Linked DNA regions of Mus musculus: region 1 is linked to region 2. A link is a contact called in public Hi-C data. All regions are on one chromosome and are shown on one strand. The core of a region is the stretch at or near the end of the contact, and the rest is flanking DNA. Distances in the headings are between cores, read along the strand shown. Region 1 holds the start of Ranbp1 (RAN binding protein 1). Region 2 holds the start of Clec16a (C-type lectin domain family 16, member A).

Region 1 (4,507 bases), core at 1,354-3,853, 7.7 Mb before region 2:
CCCCCAACAGGACCACCACCTGAGACCTGGGGATGGAAGTAGGCAATGGCCATGGCCTGGCCTCGGCTGCTGGTACGAACAGTCAGTTGCTTCCAGTGGCCTGTATATGTCTCAGGGTCATATGCCGAGTATGGTGTGGAACTGAAGAAACCACAAATATACTCAGTGTGTGCCCATCTGTCCTGGTACCTTGTCCCCTTACCCCACATCCACAACTGCCAGTGCAGGGGCCACCCCCCTTGTCCCAGATGGATCAGGGACTTCCCAGAAGCCCAGCCCCAGGCAAGGTCCCCACCGGATGAATTCCTGGAAGGCCTTCACCACCTGCTTAGTGGCCTCTGGAATGTGCACAGTGTCAAAGGGAGCTGCCACAGCACATGTTCCACCCTTGTACTTGCCAAGCCGGCAGCCAACTGTGTTGTCCTTGCCGTCTACCCCAACTCCGACCAGGAATTCACATTTATTACGATATTCAGTCTGTAGGAGTGTAGTAAAGAGTCAGATCTCAACCTTGATTACCCAGCACTGGAAGAAGAAATACCATAGTGAACAAAAGACCCAGATTTGCCCAAGGGGTAACAGAACAAGATTTTACTGCTGGCTTATCAAACATTGGGAAGAAATGAAAAGCAAGAAAAATATCAAAGAGCATATGCATAATAAAATTGACATGAACAAGGGCCAGCCTCCCAAGCCCCCCCATCCCCATACACACAGAATGGGATTTCTCTGACCTGCTGGGGTGATGGCTTGACCCCCTCCAGGGGGCAACAAGCTTTATTGTGCTGTTGTCTCTGTAAAAGCAGCCAGGGTAGCAGGGCACGATTAGTGTTCCCAATTTCTCTGCAGGATGAAATACATCATGGTTGGATTTAACACTGTTCCCCATCCATACTGGGCAATTCATTTGCGACCTCACTATCCCTCTGTTGTGGGCCTTATGAGTTCTTTCGTTGACCACTTCAGACTGGTGGTTCTCAACCTTCCTAATGGTGCCTGTGATCCTGTAATCATGTTGTGATCCCCGACCATAACATTTTTTAATTTTGTAGTTGTAATCTGCTAATGTTGTGAATCATGATGTAAATGTGTTTTCTGATGGTCTTAGGCAACCCCTCTGAAAGTCTGGTGACCCACTGGTTCCCACCAATGGTACAGAACCATTGACATAAACTCTGTGTGTATCTTGAATTGCTTACATGGCTAATGGACCAGGCCAAGAGCAAAACCCAGCTCTGCTTGGGATGTCAGCACCACACTCACTTGGCCAGTTTCTGTAGCACCCGCTCACATTCCAGTCGCTTCTGCTCCAGCTGCTCAGTGTAGGGCACTGTCCACAGAGGGGTCACCACATCGGCAATTTGTGTTACTGATGGCTCACTATCACCTTCTTGCCGCCTCTTCCTAGCCATGGGGTCAGCCTTGGGTCGGGCCAGGCGTACGCTGAGCGGACAGCCTTTCCAGAGAGCACCGTGCAGCACTCGCAAGGCCTTGTCTCGTTCAGCAGCGCTTCGGAATGTTACAAAGGCACATGGTGGCTGTCCAAAGAGTTTGATTTTGTGGGACTGTAGACCAAAACGGCCTAGAAAACGCCGGACGTCACTGAAGCTGGCGTGGCGAGGTACATTTTGGAGCTCCAGTTTAAAGATTTCTGATGTGAACAAGTCATCCCTTATGTAGCTGTAGAGCCCAGGCTGCGTTCCAGGCCCTGCAGCTGGCCCAGGCCCTGCTTCCTCTTTTTGACATAGTGGGGCCGCAGAGCTGGGTACAGCACTGGCATCCTGGCCGCAGTCCTCCATGGGCTCCGGAACCTACGTGGGAACAGACGGGCCTGGCTGAAGGCTCTAATTGGTATGACTCGCTCCCCCAAACCGCTGACAGATCTCCATTAGTGCACACTCCACGAAGCCCTGGAGAAACCCGTTCTTTTACTCTCGAGACCCAATTCTCCCCCATCCTATCTTTGATCCGACAGTAATGACTGCTGCCCCAACCCACCTCCGCCCACCCCGTCCACATCTCCTGCACGTCTCCCTTTGCTTTACTTCCGCGGCCGGCTCACTCATCTCCTGGCTCGTCTGTTGCCCGGACCAGGGTGCTCACGAGGACCACCGGCTCGGCCTCCCACCCAACAAGGGCGCAGATACGAGGTACGCCGCCGTGAAGGTAGACCGCAGCTCCACACAGGGACTCAAAACTCGGGTGCTCAGAGCTGGGACTGAGGTTTGCGGATGCACTGTCCCCAAGGGCCACACGCTGCGCCTGCCTTCGGCTGGCCAGCGCACACTAGCTGCGTCTCCTCTCTCTAAGGGCTTGGTTCCGATGACGTCACCGCCGCGCGCCGAGTCCCGACTGATCCTTCCAGCAGCCGCTCACGCCAGCGTCGGAGGCACTCAGCCTGCAGGCGGAAGTGCGCGCGTGGGTCGCCGGGAGAGCGCGCTCCCCGGGCTGAGGCGCGGCCGGGCATGCGCCGCGGGCGTTTTGGCGGGAAGCGCGGGGCGGGCCGGACAATGAATGTCCGCTGTCGGAGCCAATAAAGCTACACTGGTTTTGAATCACTGCGCGTTTCCCGCCGCTGGGGTCAGGGGTCAGGGTTCGGGTCGGGGGGCGGAGGGAAGAGCGGACGGGCGGGAGCGCCGGCGCCAGACGCGGAGGAAAGGAGCTGCGACTAGCCGCCCAGAGGCCGCCGAGCCAGCGACGCCTGAGCTAGTCGAGCCACCGTCGCCGCGCCCCCATGGCGGCCGCCAAGGTACAGCGAGGCCCGGGTGGGGCAGGGCAGCCGGAGAGGCAAGGGCCGCTATGGGCGGCCACGTGGGCGGCCCGCGCCTCGGCCTCCAACCCTCGCTGGCTTGCGGGTTCGGGGCCTGTCGAGGCGCCTGGGCCTGGGGTGCTCGAGGTCTTTGGGGGTCCGCGAGTGGGAGCTGCTGGCCAAGACTCCGATCTCGGGGTCTACAGGGCGGCGCGTGACCTTGTGGTCTGCGGATGAACAGCCATGCCCAAACTGGGCTCCCGGCTTCACCTGGGGACCTGGAGGTGGCCGATCTCCTCCGTCGTGGCCCACTTGTGATCTTCCCATTAGGGGCGGCAATCCTCCTTCCAGTTGCACGCAGACCCCTTCATTCATTAGGACATTGCGCCTTCGGTGGGGAAAGCTCGCGTCCCAGCGCAGGGTACAGATATTAGACGCGCGGACTCTGGGCGGGGGCGGCTTTGTTGGTGGCTCGTGTGTCGGCCGCAGCTTAGCCGCAGTGCTGAGAAACCGAACGAAAGGTTTCTGTTTCTTTATCCTGTTGAGTTAGGTAGTGAGTCTGGGATTTCTCTATATTATCAAAGCACGTGATCTTGTCAGATTTAAACATGCATGTCCTTGTAATTCTCCAAGTTGAGTCAGAATCTTAGAGCTTATTTGTCATACTTTTCCTAGCTTCTTTCGGCTTAAAATTTCAAGCTTGGGTATTATTGCTGGAGGGATTGTAAACTAACAAGTGCTTGGATAACCCTCAGTAAAAACTGTTACGGCTGCTCTTCCTTTTGAGTATATCATGTTCTTTTTCATGGTGGGTATTTTTTTTTTTAACAGAAGAGGAAGTTTCTCCCAAGCTACTTTGCCAAGGACTTGGGTGTGTGTAACCCATTGATGTTTGAGTGTGTAGGAGTGTCAAAATACACAGTCTTGTTTCATGATATCCTGTGATTTTTTTTTTTTTTTTTGTGATGCTGGTTGTAAATACAATCAGATGATGTGAAAGATAAAACCAAAGGCTTAATTTCCAATTTGGGGAGGCATTTTCCAGATGCCATTTGTGATTGATGATGCCCATTGTGGACCGAGTCCACCAGCCAGCAACATCACTCTACCTTCTCTACACAGGACAGTCACGAGGACCATGATACTTCCACAGAGAATGCAGATGAGTCCAACCACGACCCCCAGTTCGAGCCAATAGTTTCTCTTCCCGAGCAAGAAATTAAAACGCTGGAGGAAGATGAAGAGGAACTTTTTAAGATGTAAGTCTGTTAAGGGGTCCTGGAAGTATCTTTAGATAGGCTGACTGAGACAGAGAGAAAAAAGAGTGGACAGGAAGCAGGTCTCTGCAGGCTATTTCTTTCACATTTTGCAGTACCCAGCAACCATAGTTGGACCACTTATGTTTACCTCTTCAATTTCTAGAGGAGCCAGCCAAGCTAGGAATTCTGTCCCTTGTATTGTTTCTCTTTCAGGTATAAGCCTTAGTGATATGTTCTGGCATAGCCTCTTTGTGATTTCTATCTGGAACTGCACAGAAGAATTCTAGGGTGGCTGGGCACACTGATTTCTGTGAATTTCATGGCTTGGACCCAGCTTGATAAAGGCTGTTTTAAGAAAGTGCTTGGAGATGTATGGTGACTAGTCTTACAATGAAAATTCAACCATTTCTCAGCCAAAAATGTTGCCAGGTTATCCTGCTGCCTTGTGGCCAGTCATGTGAAGGTTGTTCCCATCACTGTTCTGTGTCATCTGGGTGTC
Region 2 (4,447 bases), core at 241-2,740:
ACCGCACTATCTTCCTGTCCCCATACAAAGCTTCTGGGGTCCCCTCTGAAACTGCCTTCTCCGCCCCCCCTTGGTACCTCCACCTCCAGTTCTCTCCCTGGAGCCTCTCATTTCTCTAAGGTCTCTGTCTTCTACCACTCTCTCTTTGTAGTCCCTTCCAATCCTCTGGCAATATAAGTGCAAAGAAACCAAGCAGGTTCTCCCGTCTTGGGAGTGTCAGTTTAACAAAAGCTAGAAAGGAAGTGAAAATAAACAGAGCCACAGAAGACAGCAAGGGTATAATGACTGGAACTTAGAGACAGAAAGGAACTGGAATGGGCTGGGAAGGCTTGAGTGCCTCTGTTAGCCACTCCTGTAGAGCAATCCTGAATCAATCACTTAACATGCTCAACATTACCCAATTCTTGTACAGTTCCCAGTTCCCAGCTGGTAATGGCAAATTGGAAGGACAGAGAGAGAAAATATGCCCAAAGCTACAGTCATTAAGTCAGGATTTGAACACAGGTCTAACTCCAAAGCTAGCCTCTTCTGTGTACTTCCCTGTTTCCCCAGGACTCTGTAAGCCTCCTGTCTTCTCTAAAGGTGCTACTGCTGACTATCCCTCTAGAATTCCTTCTGAAAATACTTGTGTTCTTTTAATCAATGTTCTTTTTAGAGCACTTGTACATGTTCTGTGCGTTTTCTTCATTCTCTTATCCAACCAATCCTAAAAATAACCACAAAAAGTGGTACTGTCACTCTATTCGTTTTACAGTGAAGGAAACTGAAGCCTAAATGCATACTGTTAACTAAAATCGAATCCAGATCTGGCCGGGTCAATGGCCTCGTAACTATGCAGTCCAAGAAGTGCTACCCCAAGAAGCCCAGTGGCCACTGTCTGTCCCCGGGACATCAAGACAACTCCAGCCCACAAAACGAAAACTCAACGATGCCCTTACTTTTCAGGTTAGGTGTCTGGAGACTGAAAAATCACGCGACTTGTCCAAGGTCACACACAGAGCCAGAAGTGAAAGAGTCAGGGTTCGAAGCCAGGTGCCCTGACTCCAAAGCCTTGCGGATAACCAACATACAACCCTCCCGCGGCACCCCTGTCTTCCTCGCACCTCCGAGCCCCGCAAGCCAAGCCCGCGTCTGGGCGTCCGCGCCCGGCCCCGCGGCCTTCCCGCCGCGCGCCCCGCACACTCACTTCAGGTGGTCCAAGGAGTGGATGTTGCGGGAGGACTTGCTGTGGCCCCCGCCCACCCAGCTCCGTGAGCGTCCAAACATGTCCGCAGACCAGCCCTGTCGCCTGCCTCACGGTTTCATGTCCGAGCCGCCCAGCGGCCCGGTGTCCGCGGCGACATCTCAAGCCCAGCCAGCGGCGGCGGGGGCGGTGGAGAGACTGCCAAGCACCTTGCTCCCCAGCCCAAAGCCCCGCACTGACATTCAGCCGGAACCGGCCGTTCGACCGCCGCGCTTTACGGCCGCCGCCGCGAGGAAATCTGGGAAATGAAGTTCTCCGGCGAGGCTCTTGACGACAGGACTCTGCGAACGGACTACAAGGACCGGCATGACTCGCGCGACCGTCCAGAGGAGGCGGGACAAGAGGAAGGAAGAGGCTGGGCACTGTCAAGGTGGGCGGAAACGGTTTGCTGAAATCGGAGTAAGACTATCTGACCTTATTTATTGTTAGCTTTGTGATTAGAAGAGTGTCTCGAAACCCCAGCTAAAATTGGAGACCACCCTTGGCAATTTGGCAAGGTTTAGTTCTCTTAAAAAGTATTACGTGCGCGTGCGCGCGCGCGCGCGCGCACACACACACACACACACACACACGCACTTAGAGTCTGTAAAACTTTGGAAAGCAAGTTCTCGCCTTCCACTATTTGAGATCTGAGAATTGAAGTCGGATCTTCAGACTTGTCAGCATCTTTGCTTAACAGCTGAGCCATTTTGATGGGTCTAACTCTTTAAAAAAATTTTTTAAAGGGGTGGGAATGTGGCTTATGCATTATGGATGCAACCTTCAATATCGCAATAATAAGAATTAAAAATAAAAAGCATTGAGTAGTACATTATCATTTGTCATTATCCTAAGTGATTAATTATTTAATTCTCACAACCATATGAAGTAGATGCTGTTATTAACCTTATTTTACAATTCAGGAAACTGAGTCACAGAGGCACTTTATGTGTGACAGACGCAGGATTCAAGCCCAGGTACCCTTATTTGCTTCTGTTGACAAAACCAATCAGTAACATTCTGGTTTGTCCTTACAACCTTTTTCTTTTGCACATTAGTCTTAAAACATTTTGTAAAGATGTGAGCAGCATTGTAAAGCTAACCACGATGAACTTTCAGAGGTTTCCTCTGGTCATTATTGAAAACTCATGCCATTTCCCAACTAATTCAGTAAGAAAGAAAGAGAACTCCAAGATCTCCATGAAAGGTTACATACACCTGGACTTCCTTCCCAGACTGGAAGTGGGAACCTCGGTGGGAAGCAAGATTTTGTGCCCCACACCCTCTCATTTATTCATTTCTACATCTCATAGCTATTTAACCCCTGTGACAGCCCATTGACTGTCCTAGGAAAAGAGTTGAGTCAGGGACCAATGTTCTCTCCAGGGCCCAGGACAAGATTTGCACATAGCACGTTTTTAGATGAATATTGATAGAGTGAATGGTTTGCATTGCTTCCAAGAATTAGAGAGATGTAGACTGGCATCAGGCTAATGGTTTCCCATGTAAAAGTCATGAAAGAACAAGAACATGTCTGACCTCCAAAGGAAATGACAGAGACTCAGCAGCTTCGAGAATCCATTTCTCTGGAATTTGTTTTCCTCATCTGTGAAAAGGGAATATACTACATTGCCTTGTCCAGCTCCTATAAACCTAAGTGTGACTTAGATTAAAGGCCTTTGTAAGAATTGAGGATAGACCTTAATCCCAGAACTCAGGAGACAGAGGCAGTGGAACTCTACATGTTCTGGGACAGCCTGGTCTATAGCCAATTTCAGGGCACCCAGAGGCTTCATGGTGAGACCCTGGGTTTTCAGGGTTTGGGTTTTGTTGTTGTTGTTGTTGTTGTTGTTGTTGTTGTTGTTTTCAAAAACAGATGTAGAGCTACATCTCGTCTATATCTTGCACACACAGACCTTGGTTTTGATCCCTCGCAAACTCATCCTCCTGACGAAGCACAAAGGTGGTCTGTAAACCGAAGAATCTGAGCAGATATATACTTAGCATTATTGGTTGGTTGGTTGGTTGGTTTTAAACATGGACTGCAAAATAATAGAAACAATAAGCAGCCTTATTGGCAGAAGATTTGACCTGCTTGTGGTACTTTCCATCCGGGTGTCATGGAACCCTATAATGCCTCTGTCAAAGGCACTCAGTAATTGATTTTTTTTTCTTACTATACCGTGAAAAAGAAAACAACAAAAGCGCTTTGGGGATATCTAAGATTTTCAGTGGAATTACCGGCATTCCTTTTCCACCCGGCATCATTTTAAAGGGGGTAAACTAAGTTCCAAAAAGGTGACGCTCCATACCTAAGTTCGAGATGCAGTCTAAGGAGTGCCAACTGCAGAAGAGCAACTTAGAGACTGGAGCACCTCCCATGGGGCGGAGCAAATGAGTACCCGCCCCCGGACAGCTCAAGCCAATAAACGTGGAGCACTGAGCTAGCCAATAAATACGGGCGAGCATGCGACTGGCCAATGAATGAAGAGCCTCTGGGTAGGCGGTGCTGGGAAGCCCAGAGCGACTTGGCGGCTGCAGCGATGGGCAGTGAGCCTGCGGGGGCGCCGAAGGTGCCTGAGGAACGCCTCGGGGAGACAGCAGCGGCCTCAACTCTGAGCTGCGGCGGGGGCGCGCGAGCGCAGCGTACAAAGCGAGTCGCTGGCCACTTCTAGGGGGGTGGCCCTGAGGGGCGAGCGGCCCGTGTGGCCCGATCCCGGGGCTCCGTGACCCGGCCCTGAGCATCTCGGGGTGTCAAGGAGCGTCTTCGGAGGCCGCCCGGGGCCCAGCGCTGCCGCCACCGAGCCCCGGGGCGCCCCCTGGATGGCTGAGCTGCCCCCTCGCCGGCCGCCCGGGCGCCGCAGCGGCTGAGGTCGCTGGGATCGCCCGGCCGCCGCCCCCATCGCCGGCCCCTGCATGCCCGGCGCCCGGGTCGCAGCCCACCTGGACGCTCTGGGCCCCCTGGTCTCCTACGTGCAGCCACCGCTGCTGCCCTCTATGTTCTACGTGGGCCTGTTCTTCGTCAATGTGCTGATCCTTTACTACGCCTTCCTTATGGAATACATCGTTCTCAATGTGGGCCTCGTCTTCCTGCCCGAGGACTTGGACCAGGCGCTGGTGGACCTCGGCGTACTTTCAGACCCTGGCTCTGGCCTTTACGATGCCGACTCAGAGCTTGACGTCTTCGATGGATATTTGGAATAATGTCGTGATTACTGTTCCCCA

The links. Hi-C and Micro-C count contacts between places; a contact is called where the count stands out from the background.
Region 1: a Hi-C map of CD4 T cells shows a contact between it and region 2, with 4 times the contacts expected there. The contact joins the promoter of Ranbp1 here to the promoter of Clec16a in region 2. A contact is called at or near these places in 1 of 39 promoter capture datasets (cranial neural crest) and 1 of 484 Hi-C or Micro-C datasets (CD4 T cells).

Annotation. Positions count from the first base shown.
Region 1 is chr16:18,246,790-18,251,296 of GRCm38.p6, reverse strand. It overlaps Ranbp1 (RAN binding protein 1), which reads left to right and starts at 2,603. Exons shown (of 6, transcript NM_011239.2): 1 at 2,603-2,749; 2 at 3,872-4,008. The coding sequence starts at 2,735. Trmt2a (TRM2 tRNA methyltransferase 2A) reads right to left here and starts at 2,414. Exons shown (of 12, transcript NM_001080999.2): 1 at 2,046-2,414; 2 at 1,264-1,811; 3 at 735-843; 4 at 296-477; 5 at 27-141. The coding sequence starts at 2,066.
Region 2 is chr16:10,542,382-10,546,828 of GRCm38.p6, reverse strand. It overlaps Clec16a (C-type lectin domain family 16, member A), which reads right to left and starts at 1,490. Exons shown (of 23, transcript NM_001204229.1): 1 at 1,187-1,490. The coding sequence starts at 1,266. It overlaps Dexi (dexamethasone-induced transcript), which reads left to right and starts at 3,775. Exons shown (of 2, transcript NM_021428.4): 1 at 3,775-4,447. The coding sequence starts at 4,139. The coding sequence ends at 4,426.